Linked DNA regions of Hordeum vulgare: region 2 is linked to region 1. The links are chromatin contacts, called in public Hi-C maps. All regions are on one chromosome and are shown on one strand. The core of a region is the stretch at or near the end of the contact, and the rest is flanking DNA. Distances in the headings are between cores, read along the strand shown.

Region 1 (5,763 bases), core at 1,279-3,778:
GCCTAGCGATTGAGATGTTGAAAATTCCAATTGAATTTTCAGTACGTTCCTATACCCTATACCGTCTGATCCATGCCAAAAACCGCAACACCTGCATCAAATCAAGAGAAGAACATGATTCAGCACCAGAGCGAGAGTACTAGCTCTGCAGATTGTCTTCTTCCAGTGTCTGAAAGGAGTTGCAAGCAGGTAAACTTACCTAGCGTTGGCAGCAGGACCGTGAGAGCGACAACGCCGACGATCTTGATGGGCATGCCGGTGACCACCATGTCCTTGATGGTGATGTAGCCGGTGCTGAACCCCACGGAGTTGCCGGGCGACCCGGTGGGCAGCAGGTAGGAGAGCTGCGCGCCAACGGCGCCGGGGACCATGAGCAGCAGTGGGTGCACGCCGATGGTCCTGCCCAGCTCCGCCAGCAGCGGCAGCACGAGCGTGGTGGTGGCGTCGTCGGAGGTGAACTCCGTGAGGAGGCCGCTGAAGGCGCACGCCACGGGCGCGACGGCCAGCGCCGGCGCGCCCCGCAGGAAGCCCAGCCACCCGGCGAGGATGTCCGTCAGGCCGCTCGCCTTGAACCCGTCGGCGATGGCGAAGCCGGCGCCGAGGAGCAGGACGATGTGCCACTGCAGCTTCCGGCACTTGCCCCAGTCCATGAGCTTCTCGCCGTCGCTCTTGCCGCTCGGGATTATGAAGAGCAGCGTCGCCATCATGATCTGCATTGCGACCGAGATGGTGTCCCGTGAGCTCGTGTGGCAGATTGTCCCTGAGAGATGAATGATTGAACTTGTGGAGCATACTTACAGTGACTGTCCCATCCCCGACATTGCCGTGGAAGAGGACCGACCACCCGGGGATGTCGTCCGTCAGGCTCCTCGTCATCCACAGGACGATCAGGCCCTGCATGAATCAGCCATTGATCCATTCAGTTCTGTTGCTGCAGTAACACTCTGCTTCTAGGTTCAGGGGAAAAAATGGCTGTTACATTTTACTGATTTGAAATGTGCAAACTTACCCCGAAAACGGCAAGAACCATCTTCTCTGCAAAAGCCATTGGACCTGGCGCAAATAAAAAACGGAGATCCCCATCAGATAACCAAACGCTAGGATTTCAACGGTTGTGGTTCATTCAGTTTACTCCACGAAATATTTGACCAGGAGTTGGTTAAAAATTCAAACTGGCCAGATCACGAGAACATGGATGAATACTACAGCAGTCGTTTTCCTCAAGTGCAGATCACAAGAAAGATAACGTACCAAGCAAGCTGAGCTCCCTTCTGAGATGGGTGCGGTCAAGGTAAGCGGAGAGCGCCCTCCCTGTGTTCTTGGAGCAGTACATGAGGCAGAGCGTGCCCCAGAGCGCCGCGAAGAGCACGAGCGACATGGGGAGCCCCAAGGACATCCAGGAGCTGAAGGTGATGGGCTCTTCCTCCGGGAAGTAGGTGGACCACATCCCAACCAGGATGATGTTGGCGCCCGTGCCGGTGAGCGTGGCCATCCCGCCAATCGCCGACGCGTACACGACGCCGAGCACCACGGCCTTGGAGAACCGCCTGAACTCGCGGGCGTCGGCGCCGGCGGCCGCGTCGCCGGGGAACCTCTGCAGGATCCCCGTGGCCACCGGCATCATCATGACGGTGCACGGCGTGTTGTGGATCCACATGCTGATGAACATGGTGGTGCCGCAGATGCCCAGCAGCAGCAGCGCCGGCTTCACCGGGTCCCCGCAGAACAGCGACGTGATCTGCGCGCGCGCCGCACAATGTTAGTACGCTGATCACCGGCGCCGGAAGAATCGATTGCGCTGTAGTATTAGCTAGCTAGGAGGACGCGCGCGCGGCGCGGGCATGCACGTACGTTGAGCGCCAGGCGGCGGTGGATGTTGTAGTGCTCGATGGCGAGGGCGAGGATGAAGCTGCCGAGGACGAGGGAGATGACGTCGTCCATGTAGGCCTTGGCGACGGCGTCGGCGGAGGAGACGCCGAAGACCGGGAAGAGGAACAGCGGCGCCATGGACGCGACGGCGAGCGGCACGGCGTCGGTGATCCACCAGATGAACACCCACGCCAGCACGCCGAGCATGTTGCGCGCCGCGGCGTGCCCGGGGCCAAGGTCGACGAGCGCGCAGATCAGCACGGCGGCCAGCGGGCCGGCCGCGATCGGCAGGTACCTGTTGGCGAGCAGCGACGCGACGAGCGGCGAGCAGGAGGAGCGGCGGGCGCCGCCGTCCGCCGTGATGTCGTGCAGGGGCAGCAGCGACCTCGTGACGTCCTCCGACGAGCTCTCCCAGTGGCCGCTGCACCGCGGGTCCATGGCCGGTCGAACCGAAGAGATCGTTGTGCGCCGCTTTCGTTCCGCCGTCGATGATCTGCACTCAGCCAGCCAGCCGCGCGCGTTCTTGGTTGCTTCTTGAGGCGTGGTGTCCGAAAAGTTTGGCTGTTTTTATAGGTGCGGGGAACTGAAACTGGGCACGCGTGTTTCGACTTTCGACTCACGATTTACAGTTTCGGCTTTCGAAAATGGCCAGGCTTCGACTCTGACAAGTCGTATGAGGCTGCCACGTCAGATACATGCAGTGATATACTCAAACTAATTTGACCATTCTCATGGCTATCCTCAAATCGAAACCCCACACCAGTAAAAAACTTCAAGAAGATCGTAGTGATCTTTCAAAAAATATAGAAGCACCACTGGTTTTTAAAAGATTGTACGTACCAGCAATGATTTGACGACCCATGTAACGCTGTCGATCGATATGGCGTCCAGATAGGCACGATCGCCGCCGCGAGAACCGGATAAGACCCCTGCCGGGGGGACGCTGACGTGCGCCCCCGGTCCGTGCCACGTACGATCGTGCCCTCTGCTGAACCAGCTCATGAGCAGCCCAAGAGCTGGCCGCGGTTGGTGCTCCGACGTGGCCACCTGCCGGCGCTCGGCCGCCCGAGTCCCCGACGCTGACGGCGACGGGCACGCTCTTATCCAGGCCAGACATGTCGACATGCTCAACGGTCAAACACGATCGAGCAATTTTGTATTTTCCCGCGCACGGCATGACGTGCCCCGCGCTGAAATTTCTCCCCGAGTCGGGTCATGGCATCCTGCCGCCGCGGTGACCGTCGGCGTCCGGGCGCGCCCGGCTGCCAGGGAGCGTGAACGGGGCGCGCGCCGCGGGTGGCGCCTCCCCGGGACGTGACCTGGAGTTGGTCCCTGTCGCAGTTGCGGTCGCTCATCATTGGCGGGTGCAAGTGGCCGGTCGGCATTATTGCTGGCTGAACCGGGCAGGACGCGACCGCTCTCGCCGGGGCGGCCCGTCGCGCCACCGCCCGGAACGGGGGGGCGTTTCCCGATCCGCGCCGGCCGTCTTGCCCGGCTCGTCGGCGCCTCGCTGCGGTTCCCGTGTTCGTGGCGGGGCTGGTCGAATCTTTCTTGTTTCAGGTGGTTGTTATCTGCCGTCAGCAAGCGTAACTGTACTGGCGAATCACGTCTCGTAGCGTCTCGGCCGTATCACGAGCAATCGATCGGACGAGCTGTCAGATGCTGATTTTGATTGTGTATGCGCTCCGGCTCCACTAAGGGCATCTCCAATGGTGAGATGGTCGTATGATCGTCATTGATAAAATTGCCACATAGATGATTTTAATAACATAACACATAATAATAATAAAAGGAGAATGAAACCATACTGTATGAACTTGAAGCAACGGTTCATGCACAAGCTCTGAGGCAAACATGGTTATTTCTTCAAAATTTAATGGACCCACTTAGCTATTTTACATATGGTTAACATACACTCTATTGAAGAGCTTGTGTGATGTGCTGTTGGTTGATGATGTGGATACTTATACCAACGACTGAACATACAAACTGTTGGAGATGCTCTAATGCTGATTCGTGCACGTTACGAGCTTCACGCCTTGATGCGTTGGGCGAGTGGTAGGAGGAGGAGTTTGGGCAAACCCTGTCAAACTCCTCCTTCCTTAATTTATGAAAAAGGGCAAATCTCCTTTTCACTCTGGCTTCCACAACATGCGTGCGCTCGATGTTCCGTTAGAATGGGTGATTGATTGGCAGCCACGAACCGAAGCCATGGTAGCGACTGATGTATGCGCTGCCGCCTTATCATGTCACGCAGTGCAGGTATCCCCTGTCCGGGCTTCAAACCGAACGTCTGATACGACAAGATGGAAACAGATCGATCGATCGACCCAGGATGCGCCAGGAGTTGTACGTGTAAGCTCCAGGATGCGCCGATCGACGACGCCGAGCGCACGAGACGTCAGCGGCGTGCTGCTGCTGCTGCTGCTGCTCAAGTGTCCAGCTCGCCGGTCGGTGCGGCTAGCGGTCGACGTCGGGCTGGACCGGACTAGGCCGGATGCGGCCTGCCCAGAAGGGCCAGAACACATCACCGGAGGCGACCGCACGCACGTACGCACAGGCCGAAAATTCGAGAGCGACCAAGTTGGCTACGTACGTACGGGGTGGCAAAGGCCAAAGGATCTCCTCCTCCTCCTCTTCATCATCTGCGAATTGTGCACGGCAGCTTGGCTCGAGAGCTCGTGGGTGGCTACGGTACGGATCAACCCGCCGAGTTCCCGTCGATCGTAAACTGGAGCAGGGCGTCATTACAGCGTGTTTTCCCTTCAACCAAGCCTGTATTAGCACGTGTTTATTTCATTTTGAGAAAAAAAACACACGTGTTGTCCAGACGTTCTTCTCTTTCTCTTTCTACAACGTTTGCGATCCTCATGGTAGTTATGTACAGAATATATTGTTCTTCCGTGTACGGCAGCGACAAGGAAACTACAAATATAGCCATGATGGTAAGATCGTGATAAGTCGTCAAATCCTTCTCGCAAAAGAAATAAAGTCGTCAAACCCACCATCCCGGCTTCCACTTTTTGCATTTTCATTCTTCTGTTTTGGCCCTTTTTTAATGTCCAAAATTATGAGCATGTTTTAATTTTGTTTTCTAGAAACTAGCATCTTGTCCCTTCAAAAAAAGAAAAAAAGAAATTAGCATGTTGTGAATAGAGCCTGTCACGATGAGCACCGCCAGCGGGAGACCCTATTTGTCGCGCGTTGCGGCAAAAAGCCATGGCCCTATTTGTCGCGCGTTGCGGCAAAAAGCCATGGCTTCGCACACAGAAAACTTTAGCGACTTGGATGATCTGGGGCGGTCCATTAATAGTTGCGGGGATGCCGGTTTTGAAAACCTTCTAGACTTTTTTAGCTGTTTTTTTGGTTTTGGAAACTTTCTGAAGATTCACTGAACCGATTTTTCTGTTTTTTCGCTTTTGTTTTTCTGTTTCAAAAATGTTATGGATTTCAAAAAATGTTCCAGAATTTGAAAAAAAATCCGGAATTAGAAAACATCATCCGGATTTTGAATTTTTTCCGAATTTGAAAAAATATTCGAAATTTTGGGAAAAAGTTTTAGAATTTAAAAAAATGTTCTGGAATTTTTATCAAAATGTTCCAATATTTGAAAAATGTTCCGTAATTCCAGAAAATGTTTTGGAATTTGAAATATATAGAAAAACAATTAATAGATTTTTTAAACAAAAAAATAAGCTGGACGGGTCCAGTTGGGGGCGAGCCGAAGATGGGCTGGCCCTGTCGGAGTCGCCTTCCCTATGCGGGTGCGACTCCTTGCCGCAACGCGCGGCGAATAGGAGGTCCCCAGCCGGCGTCCCCCCTTGTACGGGCCAGGCTCGAAGTCTCTTAGTGACCCTAGCTCAGTTGAACAGTTTTTTTCCAGTGATTTATCTT
Region 2 (5,763 bases), core at 1,425-3,924, 190 kb before region 1:
TTTAGATGTGGTAAAACTTGCAAGGTTCACCATTACTGGGAGATGATTGGGAATTTCAGCTTTGGTCGTGTCGAGTGCCTATGCCACCAATTCAAAATTTTAAAATGATTTTTGCCAATTTTAAGGACCAACATACATCACACTTGTAGTTTAAATTTTAGCAAGTTCTCATAAATCTCTAGAAATCTCAGTCAGCTCTCGCCGGCACCGACACAGTGACGCGTTTGGGCGCCGTCATCCTTCTTTAAGGGTGTCGTGTGTACCACGCCCCCACTACCCTGTCTGTACCGGGAGAAATCTTAGGACCCACCCATGCACCTGCGTCGTTGTCGTCGCAATCCTCTTTGAAGATGTTGCTTGGTACACGGCAATTCAAATGCATATGAGCATGATGAAATTCTTGAATTTTGAATAATCATAAATTTTTAAAATATTGAATTAGAAAAATATCATGAATATAAGAAAACAATCACAAATTTTTAAAGGTAAACGAGTTTAAGAAAAGCTCATGAATTTGCAAAAAAAGTTGAGCACTTTGAAAAAAAAAATTTAAAATGGAAAATTTAATAAAATGGAAAATATAAACATGAATAAAATAGAAAAGAAAGAAAACTGAAAAATAACCCACCTAAACAAAGAGCAAAACAAGACAAAAAAGTATCGGTCACAAAAATGAATGTAATAAGGTTGTCCGTAATGGTAGTATCATAGGTAGTATTATGCATGCCAACTAGGCAATTTCGATGAGGTGACACAGAATTAAATGAAAAAATAGGATTGAGTATCATATCATGATAACGTATCATATTAAATGATGTGTTACTATGTGTCTTGCATGACAATAAATGTACTCCCTATGAACTGCTAGCCATCAGATCTGCTCATCTATTTGTCAATCTTTTTCATCGTTTTTCTTCGATAAATAGCAACACCATGAAGGGAGACAAAAAGCAGCGAGCGCCATCGACCCCGGCCTTAACCCCCCGCGAGGCGACTGACCACGAAGCACCACAGCACATCCGGGCTCGCCGCCAACCGCCGCGAGTCGCCGCTCTCGCACAACATCCTCCTCCTCCTTCAATAAAAAAATGCTCCATGAAGCTTGTAGCACGAATCCTCACCGATTCTAGGATGAAATAACTCGACTACCGCTGTGTCGTCATCGACCTTGAAGCAACGCCGACTCGCTGTTGCATGCCACTTCTTAAGACGCCGCCGGCACTAGCTAGTTGCAGCACCGATGCCTAACGGATCTCTTCCCGTTGAAGCTTTCAACCATTTATATGAAAAGCTTCAACCCTATGGTTGAAGCTTTTCATATAAATGGTGAAGCTTTTTTCATAGGACAATCCCTTATATAGCAAAAAGACGGCGGTAGTACAAAATTGGGTTGTAGCAAAAATGACCGCCAGTGGTAGCTTTCTTTGTTGCCGGTTGCAACAAAAATCAAAGCACCACCATCGTCGGTTAAAGCTTTTCACACATACGATTGAAATTGAAGCATTTTCCGTGAACAGTTGCAACTTTTATGACTTGCATAGTGTATGGTTGTAGCTTTCTCTCTCAATGGTTTAAGGTTTTTTCAACTACGGTCGAAGCTTCTCTACCAAATGGTTGTAACTATTTTGTTTTTAACAGCGCTTGGTCAAGGCTTTTTGTGTCATTTCGGTTGAAGCTTTTTCCATCTAAGGCCGTAGCATTTTATATCAACGGTTGTAGCTTTCTCGCGATGGCGCCGACCGCTTACAACTTTCTTACATACGGTTAGAGCTTTCCATCTAAGGGGTTGAAGGTTTTTTGTAAACCGTTGCCACACGAGGGGGTGCGCCAGCAGCTCGCGGATGTCATATCCATGGCGGCTTCCAACTCCGGCTCGCCTCGACGGAAGGAACCTACAGTCGAAGGGCAACGGAAGAAGTAGGTGTGGGCGCTGGGATTGAAGGTATGGACCTGCGCAAGATTGGGGCTAGCCGGCAGCGGGATCTGAAGAAACAAGGAGGGGAGCGTGGCCACCGCCGCGCGTGAATGCGACTCGGAGAGAGAGAAGGGGATCGGGATAAAGAAGGAGAGAAAAAAGCTAGGACGAGGAGGTGCGCGAGGGTGCGATGCGCTTGATCGTGTGTCTCATGTGGGACCAGCCGAAGTTTCGACCGGTGCCCGGGCCACAACCGTTTCCCTAATGAACTAAACAACATTAAATACTTGTTTAGTGTTTTTTCGAATGCTCGATTAACACATTTATATAAATGATCAAACTTTTTAAATAATTTTCGAAGTTTTTCCAAACGCTTGATTAACATTATTTTAAATACTTGTTTCACATTTTTTCCAATATTTTATTCAACTTTTTGCATACATGGTCAATTTTTTTTCATACATTCTTTGTATACATGATAAACATATTCTCTATGCACCTTTAACATTTTTCGAATGATTGATCAAAACTTTTCTAATATTTTCTTAGAGTGATTTTTTTTATCTTCACGAAAAGAGTGATTGTTGTCATATAAATAATTTGAATATTTATGATCAAAAGTACAAAACTGAAGAAAAACGAAAAAAGGAAACGTAAAAAAAGGGACAAAATCGGCTGTGGCGTCCCGCAAGCGTGGGCTGGCCCATCTAGCTGACCTCTTAAGCGAGGGTTCCCTAAGCCGTCAGGCTGTAAGTACATAGGGGCGCCCTATTTAACGGGAGTCCTACCTACTGCTTATTGCAGCAGAAGTTCCTCGAACGCACATGAGCCGGCTCAGTTTTCTTTTATCTCAAAAAAATCTGATAACTAACTTTTTTCTAATTTATTTCTGTTTCTTCATTTTCTTTTCATGTTATTTACATTCTTCTTTTATTTTTTGGCTATTATTTTCTTTCCTTTTTTCTTTTCATTTCAAATTTGAAGCAAAAAAAAAATTTCGAATTCCATGAACAATATTTGAAATACCAGATCGTTTTTAAAATTTATGAACAAAGTTATATAAACAATAATTTTTTGAAATTTGGATATTTTTAAAAGCGTGATTTTTTCTGGAAACAAAGAACAAAATTCAAGTACGAACTTATTTTGAAAATTGAACAAAGTCTTCGATATTCTAAAAAATATCTGAAAATATCAAACATTTCAGTAAATACCGTCCACTTTTTGAAACTTCCAAATATTTTTTGAAGTTATAAATGATTTTGAAACACTGCAACTATTTAAAATTTAGAATATTATTTTAAAAATCAAAAGAATTTCTAGAATTTGAGGAAATTTTCTAGAAATTTTAGAACATTATTTGAAAATCCATATTTGTTTCTGAAAATGTAGATCGTTTTCTCAAAAAGCAAAAACCTATTTTAAATTTGAGGAACAATTTCTTTAAAACCGAGAACATTTTTTTAAAACTAAAAAACATTTTCCCAATATAAAGAACAATTTCTGTAAATCCATACCATTTTTTGAAAATTATAATGATTTTCTGAAAATTAAGACTATTTTTTGAAAACTAAGAACATTTTCCTAAAAAGCAAACAAAATTTCGTATTTGAAGAACAATTTATGAAAAATCCCGAAAGTTTCTTGAAAAAACAAAAACACTTTTAGAATTTAAAGGACAATTTTTGAAAATCTCAAACATATCATTCAGGAAATTTCAGAAAAATCTAAAACATTTTTTAAAGAGAAAAAATAGTTTCTTAATTTGAAAATCCAGAAAATTTGTTTAAAAAACATTTTTTGAATTTGAAGATCAGTTTTAAAGGTCCAGAACATTTTTTTAATATGAAGAAGAAAAAATTGAAAATACAAATCATCTTTTGAAATTCCAATTCTTTTCTGAAGAAGCAAAAAAAAATTGAATTTGAAAATTCCAAACGTTTTATGAAAATCCAAAACAATTTTTGGAAATCCAGAACATTTTATGAAAATCCATAATATTTTTTTGAAATGGGCAAATATAAAAAAAAGATACCAAAATAAATGAAGAAACAAAAAAACAAAAAAAATGTCGGTTCAGGTAACCTTCTAGAAGTTTCCTAAAACTGAAAAAAAAAAACGCTATTGGCTGGCCTATATGGAATCGCTGTCTTTTGAAGCATGTGCGGAAGTTCTACTGGCTGTTGCAAATAGCGACGAATAGCATTTAGCCTCCATTTGGCAGGGAAAAGCTAAACCTCGCCTTTAGCAAGGTAGAATTAGGGCTTGGCTCAAGTTATTTTTTGTAATTTTTTTTTGGTACATTGTTTTAGGATTTTCTTCACGGATTGGTCGCTCAGTTCCCTTTATTTTGTGGCTTCTTTCAATGTTCATTTTTCATTTTTTTTATTTCCTTTTCCTGCTTTTATTTTGCTTTACTTCTCATTTTGTATTTCATAAATTACTAGATACATGTATTGATTGTTTTCATTTTTTATTTCCTGTTTCTATCTTTTTATGTTTAGACCAGGTTGAATATTGTTTAATTACATTTGAATTTTCGAAAACATGATGAACGCTTTTAATGCGCAATGAATGTTTTTGCATTACATGACCAAAATTTACGAAATACTTCCTCCGTCCCAAAATTCTTGTCTTATCTTTGTCTAAAAATGGATGTATCTAAATACCAAAACTTGACTAGATACATTCATATCTAAACAAATCTAAGACAAGAATTTTGGGACGGAGAGAGTACACATTTAACATTAGTCAAATACACAATGAACCTATTTTAACACAATACGCATGATGTACAATTTTTAAGTACAATATGAATATTCTCTTAAGACACAATCAATATTTGCATATTACACGATGAAAAGTTTCTGAAATATATGATGAATGAATATTATTTAGTACATGATGATATTTTTATACGTCGCAATAAATATTTTTCAGGCATGTGATGAACTTTTTTGGATGTACAGACATTTAAAATGATCCAAGATTTTCGGAAGCACATAATTTGCTCTATTTTTTGTATATCACTGGATTTTTTTACACATTTAACATTTTTCAGGTATGTTATTAACACTTTTTGGAATATATGCCCTAAGGTGTTTCATACACATTTTAGATTTTCCCTATACATCTGAGTTCTTTTTAATATATTTTTAAAATTACTAAAACATGATTTACCGTTTTGTTTTCAAAAGTTTATTTGTTTTTGAATACATGTTAACATTATCTGAAACACATTTTAAAGCATTTATTGGGAATATGTTATCTGTTTTACATTTAATAAATATTTTTAGAATGTTATAAATTTTTTGTTTGAAACACATGATTTTTTTATAAATGTAACATAAATTTTTTGAATAGTATCAAACATTTTCTGAACTAGATAAACATTTTATTACATTGTCTCATGTATAGTTTTGTTGAACACATGGACATTTTTTTAATGTTCATACGTGTTTTTCGAATTTGAAAAACTATTTAAAAAAAACGTGAACAGATTTGGAAGCGCGAACAATTTTTTAAAGCAAGAACATTTTTTGAATCTTGAGAACATAATTTTTAAAAGGAGAAAGCTTTTGAAAATCCCAGAACAAATTTGAAAACGCAAACAAAATTTTAAAGCACGAATATTTTTTCAATTATGAGAACAACTTTTGAAACCAAAAACAATTTAAAAAAAGGTGAACAAATTTCAAAGTGCGAACAACTTTTAAATCACAAACATTTTTGGAATCTTGAGAACAAAATTTCGAAAAATCCAAACAATTTTAAAAGTTCGGATAAATTTTTAAAGCATGAACATTTTCCAAATTTTGAGAATAAATTTTGAAACCGAGAACAATTTT

What was found. Hi-C and Micro-C count contacts between places; a contact is called where the count stands out from the background.
Region 2: a contact with region 1 is called in a Hi-C map of leaf, with 2.3 times the contacts expected there. The contact joins the enhancer-like site here to the promoter of LOC123399344 in region 1. A contact is called at or near these places in 2 of 6 Hi-C or Micro-C datasets (leaf and seedling).

What each region holds. Positions count from the first base shown.
Region 1 is chr5H:476,354,645-476,360,407 of MorexV3_pseudomolecules_assembly, reverse strand. LOC123399344 (tonoplast dicarboxylate transporter-like) reads right to left here and starts at 2,528. Exons shown (of 6, transcript XM_045093764.1): 1 at 1,852-2,528; 2 at 1,252-1,738; 3 at 1,010-1,053; 4 at 799-894; 5 at 200-710; 6 at 1-91. The coding sequence starts at 2,307. The coding sequence ends at 57.
Region 2 is chr5H:476,540,477-476,546,239 of MorexV3_pseudomolecules_assembly, reverse strand. No RefSeq gene overlaps it. Among protein-coding and RNA genes, the nearest start is that of LOC123399348, 65 kb to the right of the region's middle. Within about 2 kb of position 2,674, at least 3 of the 3 cell types and tissues checked have open chromatin away from gene starts, as enhancers often do. A contact at or near this core is called in leaf and seedling, where this site is marked.